Regions from separate parts of the Capra hircus genome. Here region 2 is linked to region 1. The links are chromatin contacts, called in public Hi-C maps. All regions are on one chromosome and are shown on one strand. Each heading gives the region's core, a stretch centred on a gene start, on an enhancer-like site or on the middle of the called end of the contact. The rest is flanking DNA. Distances are from core to core; before and after follow the strand shown. Region 1 overlaps LMTK2 (serine/threonine-protein kinase LMTK2). Region 2 has its middle 32 kb from the start of OCM2.

Region 1 (7,185 bases), core at 2,430-4,929:
AAAGAAACTCACAGGAAGGTAACATTTACTTTGCCAATTTTTAAAATATAATCATAGAAACCAACTTGGGCTTTAAACAATTTCCAGTTGTCTTTGATAACTTCATGTTGCTGATTCTGATGTGATCTTCTCTGAAAATGCTCCATTCTCCAAAATCTAAAAATTCCTACACCAAGTATTTAGGTAATAATCACTTGTGTTTTATAAAAGAGTAACAATACAAATATGCTGGGTATTAATCTGTTATGAGGGAAAAAAACAAAATATAAGGTTTTTCCATTATAAAACAAATAGATCTTTATATTTTGAAGTTTTGTGTAAGGGTTTCTGACTTCGGCCTAAAGAAATTCATAATTCTTTCAGGTCTCTTAAAAAGCACCTTATCAGAATGATCTGCTCACTGTGCAAATCAAACAAGATAGATATGTAATAAGAGAGTTAATTTTCCTTCTTCCTACCCTGAAGTAATGTTGAGAATGTGATAGGTATTTTTCCATATCTGTTCACACACACACACACACAGACTCACACAAACCTCCGCAGATGTAAGCATTTTCTCTTTTTAATGGTGTCGTATTTTAAAAACATTTTATATATGTGTGTATATAAAATACACAACCTGTGCAACCTGTGTCCCCACGTCAGTACACACATGTATTCCTTTTCAGGTCTTTTGGTTGTTAAGAGTAAAATGATTTAATTAAAGTCAACTAAAGAGACAGCTCAGTGGTAAAGAACCCACCTGACAATGCAGGAGACTCAGGAGACATGGGTTCAATCCCTGGGTCAGAAAAATCCCCTGGACGAGGAAATGGCAACCCACTTCAGTATTCAGATGGAGGAGCCTGGGGTCAGGGGGAGGGGGCGTGCGGTGCTCGGACATGACTGAGTGTACATGCATGCACGCACACGTGCATACACACACACTTAGCACGCAGGAGTCAGACATGACTGAGCATGCATGCATACATGCACACGCGGGCGCGCGCGTGCACACACACACACACACACACTCTGCCCAATTTGTCCAGAGACCTGAGAAAACATTTCAAACACAAATCAGAGCTGAAAAGCCTGGAGGAGAACAAACAGGAGTCTCTTTCTGAGTTTAAAGAATCATCATCTCAGGACTCAAAGCCCTTTGCCATCCTAATTAAAACAATTATGTGGATGATCTGAACAAACTACGACGCGCTCTGAGAGCTGTGACTGTTCAAGTGGGACCAAAAAGGTCTGGAGAGATGCATTACCCCGACCCCAGGGCTGCTCACACCAACCCCAGCACCCCCGACCAGTCACAGTGGCCTCTCGGAGTGCCGACTAGAGGCCGACACTGGGACCTTCTATCAGAAGAAGACATCAGACCCTCAGAGCCCTCCTCCAGAACCGGAGAGGGCCACAATGTGACAATGGCACCCAGCGGGTGGAGGCGGAGCCTGAGGCTGACTCGAGGGGGATGCTGAGGCAGGGGTCTGGAAGGCAGACCGGAACTGCTCAGTCTCGACTCTGAGCATCACACCCTTTCGCGTGCTTGGAGATTCTGGCAATACCCTCTAGGCCTCATGCTGTATTCAGGCACTCTGTTCCCTGGTGCTGGTTTAGACGGAGCCCAGCTCGACCCTTGTTCTGACCCTGGGCAGGAGGGGACATCTTGTTTATAAATCGAAAGTTCACACCCACAGCTAGTCCTCCTTGGGCTTCCGGCAGAGCCGGTGCCACGTTTGGGGGTGGGTGTGGGGGAGGCGTGCGAGCGGAGGGACCCACCTGTGCAGGAAGTGCCGCTTGTGCATGGCCGCCAGCCCCGCTGCGATCTCGCACGCCAGCCTCTGCAGCAGCATGGTCTGCGCGTCCCCCCGCGCCGGCTCCGGCTCGCCGCCACGCAGGTAAGCCTTCAGGTCGCCCTGTGAGAACCAGCCCAGGTCAGTTTCCAGAGAGGACCGGGGGGACAGACGGGCATCTCAGCTGACAGAGATGCTGATGTGACTTCTTGGAAATTACTCAGATTTGAGCTTAATTAAGAATCTTACTGAACACATTTAAAATTACAAAAACAGCAATTCCAACCAAATACTTCAAAGCTTGAGAAAATGTCCTTCTTCTTTTAGGATCATTCTAAATTCAACATTAGTTTACCTTTGTTATAGAAACACATGGATAACAATGGCTAAAAAATAATAATAATAAATTAAAGATAATTTTACACTGACACAATTCACATTTAGTGTAGATGTACAGAAATTTCCAGGTCACTGAAAGAAGATGATGGAGAGTAAACAAGAGGGGCCATTCACACCACCTTCAAGGATTCCAGGGGAGGTCACATCACAGTAGCTTTCAGGAACAACACAGAGGGAAGGAAAGAAAGAAAAATGGATGGAAAAGGAAGAAAAAGCATTTTCGAGGGCCGGTAATGGCTTCAATTCTTTGCCGGCTCCCCCACAGCCCCTGTGAAAAAGAACACTAAGGCCACTTCAGAAACATTCATGATGTGACTCTAATTAAGTCTGTTCAAAGGACAGGAAATTGAACAAATTCACACTTAGACCCCAGCACACAGGTGTTTCAATGTCCCGGGTACTCTCGAAGGAACCCCCACTCCGCCCCCCACAATACACACACACCTTTCTCGGTTTCTATTTCCTGACTCTCAAGGTGGTATGTCCTGGGGAATTTACCGTGTATCTCTTTGGGGAAATACACCTCTGAGGCAATCTTCCATGTTCTGCTCACCACATGATTAAGTATTTATTGATGTAATATAATTCCAAGGTAAAGCTTTATATATAATCAGTTAATAAAATTTAGAAAAAGCAAGTCAAAAGTTTTCAGTTTTTTTTAATGTGAGTCAAAAAAGATGCCCGAAGAAGAAAATTCCTTGACCGATTAAAAGAATCGAATACCTTCCTAAGGATGGCTACAGAAGACAGCAAACTGATCAAACCTCTCAAATCAGACTTGAGAACAGCCTTCCTCTGCTGCCTTTGCCCACACTCAACACTACGTGTGTTCCAAGGCAACATCAAGTCCACACCAAGAACCTGAATTTGCTTTCATTCCCAGTTTCATTGATCTTTATATGGACGATGATGTTGGTGTCATGGGGTTCTCATGGCTGGGAAAGATTGAAGGCAGAAAGAGAAGAGGGTGACAGAGGATGAGATGGTTGGATGGCATCACCGATTCAACGGACATGAACTTGGGCAAACTCTGGTAGAGGGTGAGGGACGGGAGGCCTGGCGTGCTGCAGTCTGTGGGGTTGCAGAGAGTCGGACACGACGTGGCGAATGAACAACAGCAACACTGGTGTCAATAACTGTTACCATCTGGGCTTTCAAGCAGGAGCCAAGCACTGTGCTGGGAGTTTCTGCACCTGTTACCGCAAATAACTCTCACAATTCGAACCACTTTCCGGACGTGGAAGAGGCTTAGGGAGGGTGAGAGCTTTGCCCAAGGTCACAGAGCTAACAAACAATGGGCCTGCACGTCCACTCTTCGGTTTACCTGCCAAGAAAATTCTGTTTGGTGAGTGAATCCAATTAGTATGCAGAGCAAATCAGTTATCTTACAAGAATGAACGTCAAGTCGACCAGAGTCGACCACACGCTCTCTAGGACTCTCCCCGACTCAGCGGGCTGCTCCACCATGGAGCGGCCGCCCCGGACCAGGCTGGGTGCTCACCCCCACCGCCGTGCTCCTGCTTCTCTGCAAACACGGCCTTTCCCCTTCCGCACCCCCGCACAACTACAAGCTGCTCCAGACCGGAAACACGCTTCCCCGTTAAGAAAAATACAGTCTCCTCACCACCCCAACCCACCTTCACCCAGGCTAGGCTCTGTCCAGCGCAGAAGTGGTGGGAATAAGGGCTTCCCTGGCGGCTCAGAGGTTAAAGTGTCTGCCTGGAATGTGGGAGACCTAGGTTCAACCCCTGGGTTGGGAAGATCCCCTGGAGAAGGAAATGGCAACCCACTCCAGGACTCTTGCCTGGAGAATCCCATGGAGGGAGGAGCCTGGTAGGCTACAGTCCGTGGGGTCACATAGAGTCAGACATGACTGAGCGAGTTCACTTTACTATGGGTGACAATTAAATTAGCCCAGAAAAACTCCAGCAGAAAGCATGGGGCCTACAGGCTCATGGGATTTTCATAAGGTAGCCCACACGGAAACGAAATATGAGAACAGAGAGCTGAAGTTTGTTCACCTTACCAGTGAAATGACAACTTAAAAGGCATCTGCCTAACCCCCTTCCTTCAATGTCCATCTAAGGAAAAAACTACCCTCACACAAAAGTAGGACTATGCTGTTCTGCGTCTGGCTGATTCTCAAAGCAAACAGGAGCTGCTGGCCAACAGCAAACACTTCCCGAGTGATTTTGGCCATGAAGGCAGGAATGGCGGAGTGGGTGTAGCTGTTTTTCAAGGTTACCTAAAGTATATTCCTTACCACTCACTGTTCTTAAGTTATCTTCTCTTCACAATAGGCCACTCCCCAAATTTCACCAGGAGATAAAGTATAATAAACAGAAGGAGATTTTGCTTCAGCTCTGAAGGTTTCCAGCTTGGCAAAAACTCAGTCTCTCCCCACCTGCCCTGGGGTGGGGAGGAGAGGGGGAGGGTGAGCACAGCCCGGGCAAACACGTCTCTAACCTGCGGAGTCAACATCAGCGGTTCCTGAGGAGCAGATCAGCTTCTCCCGGACAAGACCTGCGACAGGCTGGGAGGGGCCCAGGGCTACTTCTATGTTCTAGAAAGAACCCCAGCGCTCTCCTGGCACCACCGTGCTAAAGAAAAATCAGCGTAAGATCTTCAACTACAGCAAAGATGTTTCTATACCTGCTAAAATGGATCCATTCTATCCAGAACGGATGAAGCTGTGAAGTGTAGGCATCTGGCTTACGCTTTAATGATGCTGAGTGAGCCCACTGGGATTATTACTTTGCCCACAATTGCACCCACTCCAGTACTCCTGCCTGGAGAGTCCCATGGACGGAGGAGCCTGGAGGCCTGCAGTCCACGGGGTCGCTGAGGGTCAGACACGACTGAGCTACTTCACTTCACTTTTCACTTTCATGCATTGGAGAAGGAAATGGCAACCCACTCCAGTGTTCTTGCCTGGAGAATCCCAGAGACAGAGGAGCCTGATGGGCTGCCGTCTATGGGGTCACACAGTCGGACTCGACTGAAGTGACTTAGCAGCAGCAGCAGCATTACTTAAAAAGAGAAACACTGAGAACAGCAATGTATTCTGAAACAATACAAAGTTCCCTTTATCCAAGTTTTAAGTATTTCTCACACCCTCCCTAATGCCCTTCCGTAAAAAACTCAAGAAAACCTTAGGACGCTAGATGGCAGCAAAGCGCTGGTACTGAGACCTCAGACACCAGAGTGGTAGCTTGGCCCCCTCTGCACTGAGGCACGTGGACCTTCAGATGCTTCCTCGGGAGGACCTTCCCAAACCCCAACACCGGCTGCCCCGAGTGCTCGGTCCAGCTTTCCTCCGGACACGGAGAACCATGAATTCACTTCAACACGGCGTAAAAACCCACCCAACAAACAAATAGATTAGAAATTACAATTGCTCATACGTTTAACAGAAGGATTTGGGAGAAAACTTTGTTTTTAAACAAAAATTTGACTGAAAGGATGAAGGAATGGCATCGACAGCCACCTGCTCAGCATCCACTGAGGAAATCAAACCTCTGCACCAGGCGGGAGGCCCTGGGAACTGCCAGCCCAAGGGTTCTCACTCCTCACTCGGACTGCGCCTCTTGCCCTCGCCAGCACTCAAGACCCACCTGTCCACGCCCACACCCCCACAGCACCTCCTCCCATCACGAATTACCCTCCCTGAGCCCATCCCATCTCTGCTCATAGAATCTGTGCATGCCCCTCCGCCCGCATACCCAGCTCCTGAGCCCATCCCACCTCCCTCTTATGGACACAGGGCTTTGGGCCTGCCGGCTGGCCTGCCCCCTAACCCCCAACAGGCTTGGCTCCAGCTGCTCCCATCAGCTATCCCCGGCCGCTTCTGCCGGACGCAAGGTCAGCGGTCACCAGCAGAACCCAGTGAGGGCCCGCTCCTTCCTTCCCCACCGGCCTCCTCCTTCTGAGCTCCCCGGTCGCTCCTCTCCAGGCCCCTGTGCAGAACCTCCTCCCTCTCCCTCGTCAGCAGGCGCCGGCACAAGCAGGGCTCTGTCCATGGTCCTCGTCCCTCCTCGCCGCAACACCTGTTCCCGGGTGGGCGTATCATCCCACGGGCACTGAACATCATCTCTCACACGCTTCTCTGGCTCAGACCTCCACCCCCACCCCCGAGCCCCAGGCTCATCTGTCAGCTGCTCACTCGACACCCTTCCCGGGATGCCCGAAAGGCACCTCCAACCCAACGCACAGAGTGCAAAGCTCTGAGATCTGCTCCGTCTCAGGAACTGGCATCTCCGTTTCCCCAGGGCATTCAGCCAAAACCAGAGTCCTCATGCTGGAGTCTGCTGTGTCCCGGGACGCCCACCACCACCCATCACCAAGTCCTGGACCTACAGTCAGAGGGAGCCTGGGCCACGGGGCCCAGGGCAGCAGTCACATGCTGGGAGGACCCTCTCAAACCCCAGCACCAGCTGCCCTGAGTGCTCTGTCCAGGAGGGGCCACTGGCTGGGCCTTGGGAATATGGCACCCCCCCAGCAGCTGCCCACATCGCCCCACCACCAAGCCTGATCATGCCGTGTCGTTGTTTGGCACGTGTCCCCTCTGCGGGCTCTGAGCTGGGGACACTGTCCACGTGTCCCCTCTGCTCCACCGTAAGCCCACGCCCCCTCTCTTCTCCTCACACTCCTGAGGCGCAGGGCACATCACTCATCTCCGTATGTCTGGAAGGGTCCCCGTGTGTGGGCTTACTTCACAAGTTCATTCGTGAACAAGACATGCCATTTCTGAACAAAAGGCCAGTTCAGGGAGGCTTCCCACTGATGGAACACAACTGATGGAACCCTGTACAGGCATTAACCCCACCTGATACAAAAGTATGTAGAATAAAATTAAGCTATCAGTTAAAATCCCCACTTCGCCACGGCAAATATGTGACTCAGACAAGGAGGCGGCCAAGAGAAAGCGTGGTCCTGGGCGTGGCCGGCAGAGCCCTGTTCCTCCCTCGCAGCAGTCTTCTCATCCGTAAAACGAAGTTGCGGCACCTGC
Region 2 (7,185 bases), core at 3,282-5,781, 80 kb after region 1:
CCCAAACGGTCTCCAAGAACCCCAGGAGCTAAAGCAGCCGCTCAAAGGGCCAAGGCTAGGGAAGGACCTGAGCCTTTAGGGGACCCCAAGAGGACCCCCAGAAGGGAGCAGATGCCGTGTGACACGGGCACCTACATGGGCTAAATAGGATGCTAGCAAACTTTGGCGAGGGCAAGTGCAAGTTCAGGGGGACCAGAGCCCGCCTCAAGTTCCATAATTTCCCAGGACTCAGAGAACTCAGCAAAGCCACCACACTCATGGTGATGGTTTATTACAGCAAAAGGATATATATTACAGTCAGCGAAGGGCAGAGGCTCAAGCAGCAGAGTCCAGGCGGGTTCCACGCAGAGGTGGTTAATATCCAATGTGTATAACATTATATATGTTGGCTAATAACCCCTTATCAGATATGAGCTTTATGAAGTGGGAGGTGAGGCCACTGGCTGAGGGGGTGTTGGGAGGAGGTAAGGGGCAGGGATCTGAGGGTGGAGAAGAGAAGGGGGAGTCTGAAACAGTTACTGCAGAGTGCAGGGGAGCCACGCGGCCGCAGAGTCGCCCAGGAGCGCCATGGGCCCTGGGCGATGGCTGTGGAACAGGTACAGCAGAACCCCCGGGCCTGCTGACTCTCCCGCCCTCCTGCTCCACCCCCACCCCCACCCCCTCCCTAGCTGCTCAGCGCCAGACCCAGAGAGAGCACCTTCATGTGCCCCTGAAATCCTGCCGCCCAGATCAGCGGGCCACTGATCAGCATCACTGAGTGGTACCAACGTACATGTGGTAGAGGGTGCCCATGTGTAGGCGTCTGAATTTAACAGATATCAGTCTACAGACTGCCAGACCTCAGCCCAGGGAATGGAAAGCAGCTGTGGGGCGTGTTCACGAGATCCAGGGCTCTGGGAGGGTGGCTTCAAAGCAGCTTTGTGGTCATCTCCCTCTGATTTTGAAGGATGGCCTTGTCCCCACGGCCGGTCCAGGTGGAGAACCAGAGCCCACCTCCTGCCTCCCCCGCTCTGGCCCCTGTCGGTGCCATCTGTGCCTGAGAATGGCTCGCCCCACGTGGCTGGCTCTGTTTCTGAGAATCAGCCAGGGGATGAAGCATCTCTGATGTGGAACCCACGGGAGACCCACACGCATGAAGCAAGCAGACCAGACCGAAAAAAAAGGAGGTCCAAAATAGATCGTCTATGGCAGAGAATGACTTAGTGCCAGAATGGAAAAGACTGACCAAACGGGGCCATTTCCAGGCCCCCTGAGGGAACGCGCACGTGGAGAACGGGGAGTCCAGGGGCAAGAGTGCAGAGAAGGGACCCAGGGGACCTCTCCGGAGCTCTCTCTCCACGTGGGCAGTGCCGCCTTCCCCCTGGGCCTCATCGCCGGCCTGTCCCTCGAGGGGCCTCGAGGAAGCACAGGAGCCGCTGGGAAGGATGACACTGGGGGCTCTGAACCTCTCTCCTGGGCTGGTCTCAGGGCTGAGACCAGGCCCAGCCCTGGGGAAGCCTACCACCCAGGGCTCTCTGCCTAAAAGAGGTCCGAGAGCCACGATCCCAGGAACAGCCTGCCTTTCTCCAAGGGGGCCTTAACCCCAAACAGTGAGTCACTGGGGCATTATTTCCAGATCGATGTGGGCACCTGCGGGGTGCAGACGGCCAGGCTGCAGACACCACCTCCCAGGACGCACTGAAGTCAGAACCCATGCAAATCACTTGGAAGGAAGACCTTACTAGAAAAATACAATGATATGCGTGTCAGGACATTTCTAAGAACAGTAGGAGAAAAACCATGGGGGTTTCCAAGAAAATGGCTTTTTAAATGTTAAGCAAAACCACAGGCAGCAAAGGAAAAAATAGATAAATTGGAATACCTCCGAATTTAAAACCTGTGTGCATCTAAGGACACCATTGGCAGAGTGAGAAAGTAACCCATGGGGAATATTAGATGCAAAGCTTATGTCTGATAAGGGGTTAATATCCAACACATATAAAGAACTCCTACAATTCAACAATCCCCCAAACAATATGGCTGTGCTGTGCTTAGTCACTCAGTCGTGTCTGACTCTTTCCGACCCCATGGACTGCAGCCGGCCAGGCTCCTCTGTCCATGGGGATTCTCCAGGCAAGAATACTGGAATCGGTTGCCATGCCCTCCTCCAGGGGATCTTCCCGACCCAGGGATCTTCATTGTTATGCCCAGAGTCCGAGTTCCCAAAACTGAGAGAATAAGACGTCCACAGCAATGCAAAAGCATAAAGGGGTTTATTACTAGCTCCAACCAGGGCCCAGGTTTCATCCAGCACAGTGGAATCCGACAAGGGCCCCGAGCTCTGAATCACATATACTTTTATACAGACGGTTCTTTGTTTCTGTAACAGCATAGCTGATTGGTTAAACCGTAAGCCCGCGCGGGACTTTTAAACCTCGCATCCCTATCTGGATTGGCTCGGGTCTGGCGTGGGCGGGGGCTACGGGAATCTTTCTAATTGGTCTAGCTACACTGCTTGTGGGAGTTCCCAGAGCCTCAGCTTTTCTCAGGCCTAGCCTGCCCCTTAGAGCCTGTCCTGGCTTCAGTTTGGTCCTAACATTCATATAATGATATGATTAATAACACGCAAAGGATTCAGGTCAACATTTTTCCAAAGAAGATATACAAATGGTTAACAGGAAAAGATGTTTAATATGTCTAATCATTCAGTTCAGTTCAGTCGCTCAGTCGTGTCCGACTCTGCGACCCCATGAATCGCAGCAGGCCAGGCCTCCCTGTCCATCACCAACTCCCGGAGTTCACTCAGACTCACGTCCATCGAGTCAGTGATGCCATCCAGCCATCTCATCCTCTGTCGTCCCCTTCTCCTCCTGCCCCCAATCCCTCCCAGCATCAGAGTCTTTTCCAATGAGTCAACTCTTCGCATGAGGTGGCCAAAGTACTGGAGTTTCAGCTCTAATCATTAGAGAAATGCAAATAAAAACCTCAATGAGATACCACTTCACACCCAGAGGGTGTCTACTACATTAAAAAAAAAAAAAAAGACAATGACAAGTGCTGATGAGTATGTGGGAAAATTAGAACCCTGGTGCCCTGTGTTGGGAATGTAAAATGATGAAGCTGCTGTGGAAAACAAGAGGATGTTTCCTCAAAAAACTAAAAATAGAATTACCATACGATCCAGCAATTTCATTTCTGGGTATACATGCAAAAGAATTGAAAGCAGGGTCTGAAGAGAGATTTTCCCACCAATATTCACAGCAGCATTATTCACAACAGCTAAAATGGGGAAGCAATACAAGAGTTCATGGCAGATGAATAAATAAGCAAAAGGCTGTAACAAGGGAATGCAATTCAATGACCCCGGGGCAGGTGACTTAATCCCTCAGAGGCTTTGTTTCTCTATCTGTAAAACAGGTGAGTAACACCAACGTTTACACGCTTGTTTTGAGGGTCTAACTCTGAGCCATCCAGTATGACAGCATCTGTGTGCTATACTGGAGTGGGTTGCCATTCCCTCCTCCAGGACATCTTCACCCCAAAACTGAGGTGCTGGGGCTTCCCTAATGGTTCAGCTGGTAAAGAACCCGCCTCCAACACAGGAGATGTGGAGACACAGGTTCGATCCCTGGGTCGGGGAAATTCTGACACCTGCTACAACACGGATGGGCTTTCATGGGCTTCCCTGGTGGCTCAGAGGTTAAAGCGTCTGCCTGCAATGCTGGAGACCTGGGTTCGATCCCTGGGTCGGGAAGATCCCCTGGAGAAGGAAATGACAACCCACTCCAGTATTCTTGCTGGAGAATCCCATGGACGGAGGAGCCTGGTGGGCTACAGTCCACAGGGTTGCAAAGAGTCGGACACGACTGAGCGACTTCAGTTTCACTTTCATGACATGGATGAACTTTTGAGGACACTGTGCAGAGTGAAAGAAACCAGTCACAAAAGGACAAATTCTGTGCGATTCACCTGCAGTCGTCAAATTCACAGAGACAGGAAGTGGAATGGTGGTTGCAGGGTCGGGGCAGGGGAGGGAAGGGAGTTAGTGTGTAACAGGGATAGTCTCAGCTGTATTGACACAAGTGTTATGGGAATGGATGGTAGTGATGACTGCACAACGTGAATGAACTTCATGCGACCGAATGGTACACGTGAAAATGGTTAGGATGGTCAATTTTATGGCACGCGTATTTTAACACAATGAAGAAAAAAATTTAATTAAAATACAGAAACACTACTGAACTTCAAGAAAAAAATTGAGCACAAGATTTCCTTTCATCAGTTTGGGGGGAAATCTGGAGATCTGCCAACCTGAGGGTCAGTCAGCAGCTTTGGGGTCAACATCATTGAGGGTCCCCAAGAGCCCAGGAGACAAGACCCCCTCCACTGACAGGGAGGGAACAAACCAGGGAATCCCACTCTCGTTTCCTCTTTTCAGCATCCGAGTCTACACTGTTTCTGTTCCTTTGCTCCCGAAACAAAACCTGAGCTGCCAGGCACAGGACCTGTTTGTCCCGCCGACGCTGGCAGGCAGGCCCTGTCCCAGGCACCGTCTGTCTGCTCGCAGCGGGGGCAAGTTAGCACATTTCAGAGCCTCTCTGCTCCCCCTGCTGCCTGCTCGTCTCTTGGCTCAGCCTGCATCCTGGGGCGCAGCCCAGCACTTTGTCCTTTGTCCTTGGCTCTGGGCTTAAGGAGAAGTTTAAACTTTCTGCTTAAATCATGAGAAATCTGATCTGGCTAAGCATCTTCCCCAGATTTAGACACTTTTCCAGGTTTGTTTGCAAATATCAGGTGCATTCCCTCAAGATAAAAATAGCGAGAGGTGATGGCTTGGCAGGTCCTGCTGCCACGGGTCCCCTTTGAATGCCAGGCCCGGGGTCTCTGCACCGGCTCAGCCGAAGGTGCATGACGGTGGGAAATCCTGCAGGAGGCGGCACTCTGCTTCCTGGTCACCCGGAGTGCCCCATCCAGGGGTACCCAAAGGTGAGCCTGCAGAATCTCTCCACCTTTCTCCAGGAGGAGCCTGGAGGCCAAGTTTGTGCTGCCAGACACAGGGGGACAAGTGATTTCTGCTGTCAAGTCCCTGGAGGGTGGGGACTAATTGGAGAACTGAGGCTGGGGGCGGGGTGTGAGGGCAGGTGCTGAGCATCTCTGAGGGGCCTTTTCTCGGTGGGCTCAGCAGCCTCTTTCAGGCCAGACCCTAGGGATGAACTGACAGGAACAGCACCTGTGGACCACAGTTTCCCCTTCAGTACCATGTGCCCATAAGGCCGTCAGCAAACTTGCCCTGAAAGATCCCTTAGCCGTGAACTCTGCCCTTAGGACCAGCAAGCTGGTCCCGGCGATGGCATGGCTGACGGTTAAGAGCCAGATCCTACAGTCAGCAGCCTTGAGCAAACCTTTTCACCTCGCTGAGCCTCAGTGTCCTCATCTATAAGATGGGGATATTAAAAGAATATTCTCTCCTATATGACTTTATTACTGTTACATTTTAACAAGTGGAGATAGACTCCCCACGCCCCTCAAAGTAAACCGATGCCTAAGATAATTTCAAAGACATAACAGCTATGAGGAAAACAAAACAGGGAAAACAAACTCAATTTGAGAGCAAAATAATAATATGCAGATGAGGACATTCCTAAGGTCTGTAGGAGAAAAACCATGGTGGTTTCCAATTGAGTGGTCTTTTAAATTTTAAGATTCAAAAATTAAGATTTAATTACCTAAGAAATACACAGCTTACACATAATACCCTCTCCATGTGAAAATTTGAAACGTCACATATCAAGTAGCCTGAAGTAGCTCCAGAGAGGGGCTGGGACTCGCCCAGGACCCCACCCGCATCCCGGGCATCTATTTTTATTGATTCCTGCCTGCGTCATCCTGCTCCCAAGGGGATGGGTTAGTTCACCATAGAGGACTTGCCTTGGCCCGTCATAAAAGAGATTTATAGGTTCTCTGACCTGTTAATTAGATAAGGGCTTTTGAGTTCCACAGAAAGGCCGCACTGTCACCTGCTCTCTGAGGGGAAGCCCTTCCCAGGCAGAACCCCGGCCCCACCACGGCTATTTCTGGCTTCCTCGGGGAAGAGTCACAGTGACAAGGCAGAAAGGCTCTCCCTTACGTCCTCCGTGGCTGCAAACCCTACACCTCTTTCCAAAGCATTAGCTCAGCGTGGTGGCGGCAGGGTCCAGGGATCCACTTTTCTTGATTAAACAGAACGCATCTGCCGACCAGCAGATCCGGATTCCAGGCTTGGTGCTGGGCTGGATTCAGCGTCTGTGGGGTCCCGCTGGCAGGCAGGCAGTGCCAGTCAGCCCCGGGGCTGGTGGGCAAGAGGGCATGTCCTGTCCCCAGCCCACGTGTGGGTGGGTCAGCACTGGGCCAGGCCCCAAATGTGGGGTTCTTTTCTGAGGACACCTCCCTCACCCCCAGACTCCAAACTCCCAGGCCCGATTTTGATTTCAAGTGTTCGCAGAGGGAGACTGGAGACAAAACAGTCTGGAACAAGGAGACTCCCTCTTGCTGGTTATTTCTCGGCCCAGCCATGCCGATGACCAATACTGTCTTCCCAAAGGCCATGGAGGCTGTTTTCCATGGGCAAAGGTGAGGGGTCTGCCCTCTTCCCCAAGACGAGGGGTCCTGGGGTGTCAGAGCAGCTGGGCCTTAAGCACTCAGTCCAGTCTTCTTGCTTTCAGATGAGGAAACTGAGGCTCAGAGGGGGCTGGTTTCCCCATGGCCATCGCAGGGCTTCCAGACTCTGCTGCTGGCCCGGAGACCACAGCTCCTCCCGCAGCATCCGGGATTCAAAGGGAGCGATCACCTCCAGAGACGGCACAGGGTCCTGGGTAAGAGCACAGGTCCTGGGCTCAGTATGCCCAGCCTCACTCTCTGCTTGGCCACTTATGAACCCCAGGACACCAAACAGCCGTTTACTTCCCATTTAATAGCCATTCAGCTTTAGAGAGTTCGTGTGTAAGACAGAGATAAAAATAGAAGCTGTTTCATACAACAGAGCCCACAGTCTGACATGTGGTTAACCGCTCAGTAACTTCTGGATATTATTGTTATTAATTTTGACATTTTTCATTGAGACTTCTTTGTGAATCAGAGAAAGTTTATATTCTGGGAAAGGAAATGAGACTCTTCTGTTGCTATCTGTGGCCAGGTCTGTAAATCTGAAATATTGCTTCAGTTGCCATTAGC

What was found. Hi-C and Micro-C count contacts between places; a contact is called where the count stands out from the background.
Region 2: a Hi-C map of blood shows a contact between it and region 1, with 3 times the contacts expected there. The contact joins two enhancer-like sites. A contact is called at or near these places in 2 of 5 Hi-C or Micro-C datasets (both in blood).

Annotation. Positions count from the first base shown.
Region 1 is chr25:38,697,857-38,705,041 of ARS1.2, forward strand. It overlaps LMTK2 (serine/threonine-protein kinase LMTK2), which reads right to left. Exons shown (of 14, transcript XM_018040576.1): 7 at 1,765-1,901. Among named protein-coding and RNA genes, the nearest start is that of BHLHA15, 33 kb to the left of the region's middle. Within about 2 kb of position 3,680, at least 1 of the 5 cell types and tissues checked has an H3K27ac peak or open chromatin away from gene starts, as enhancers often do.
Region 2 is chr25:38,776,825-38,784,009 of ARS1.2, forward strand. No RefSeq gene overlaps it. Among named protein-coding and RNA genes, the nearest start is that of OCM2, 32 kb to the right of the region's middle. Within about 2 kb of position 4,532, at least 1 of the 5 cell types and tissues checked has an H3K27ac peak or open chromatin away from gene starts, as enhancers often do.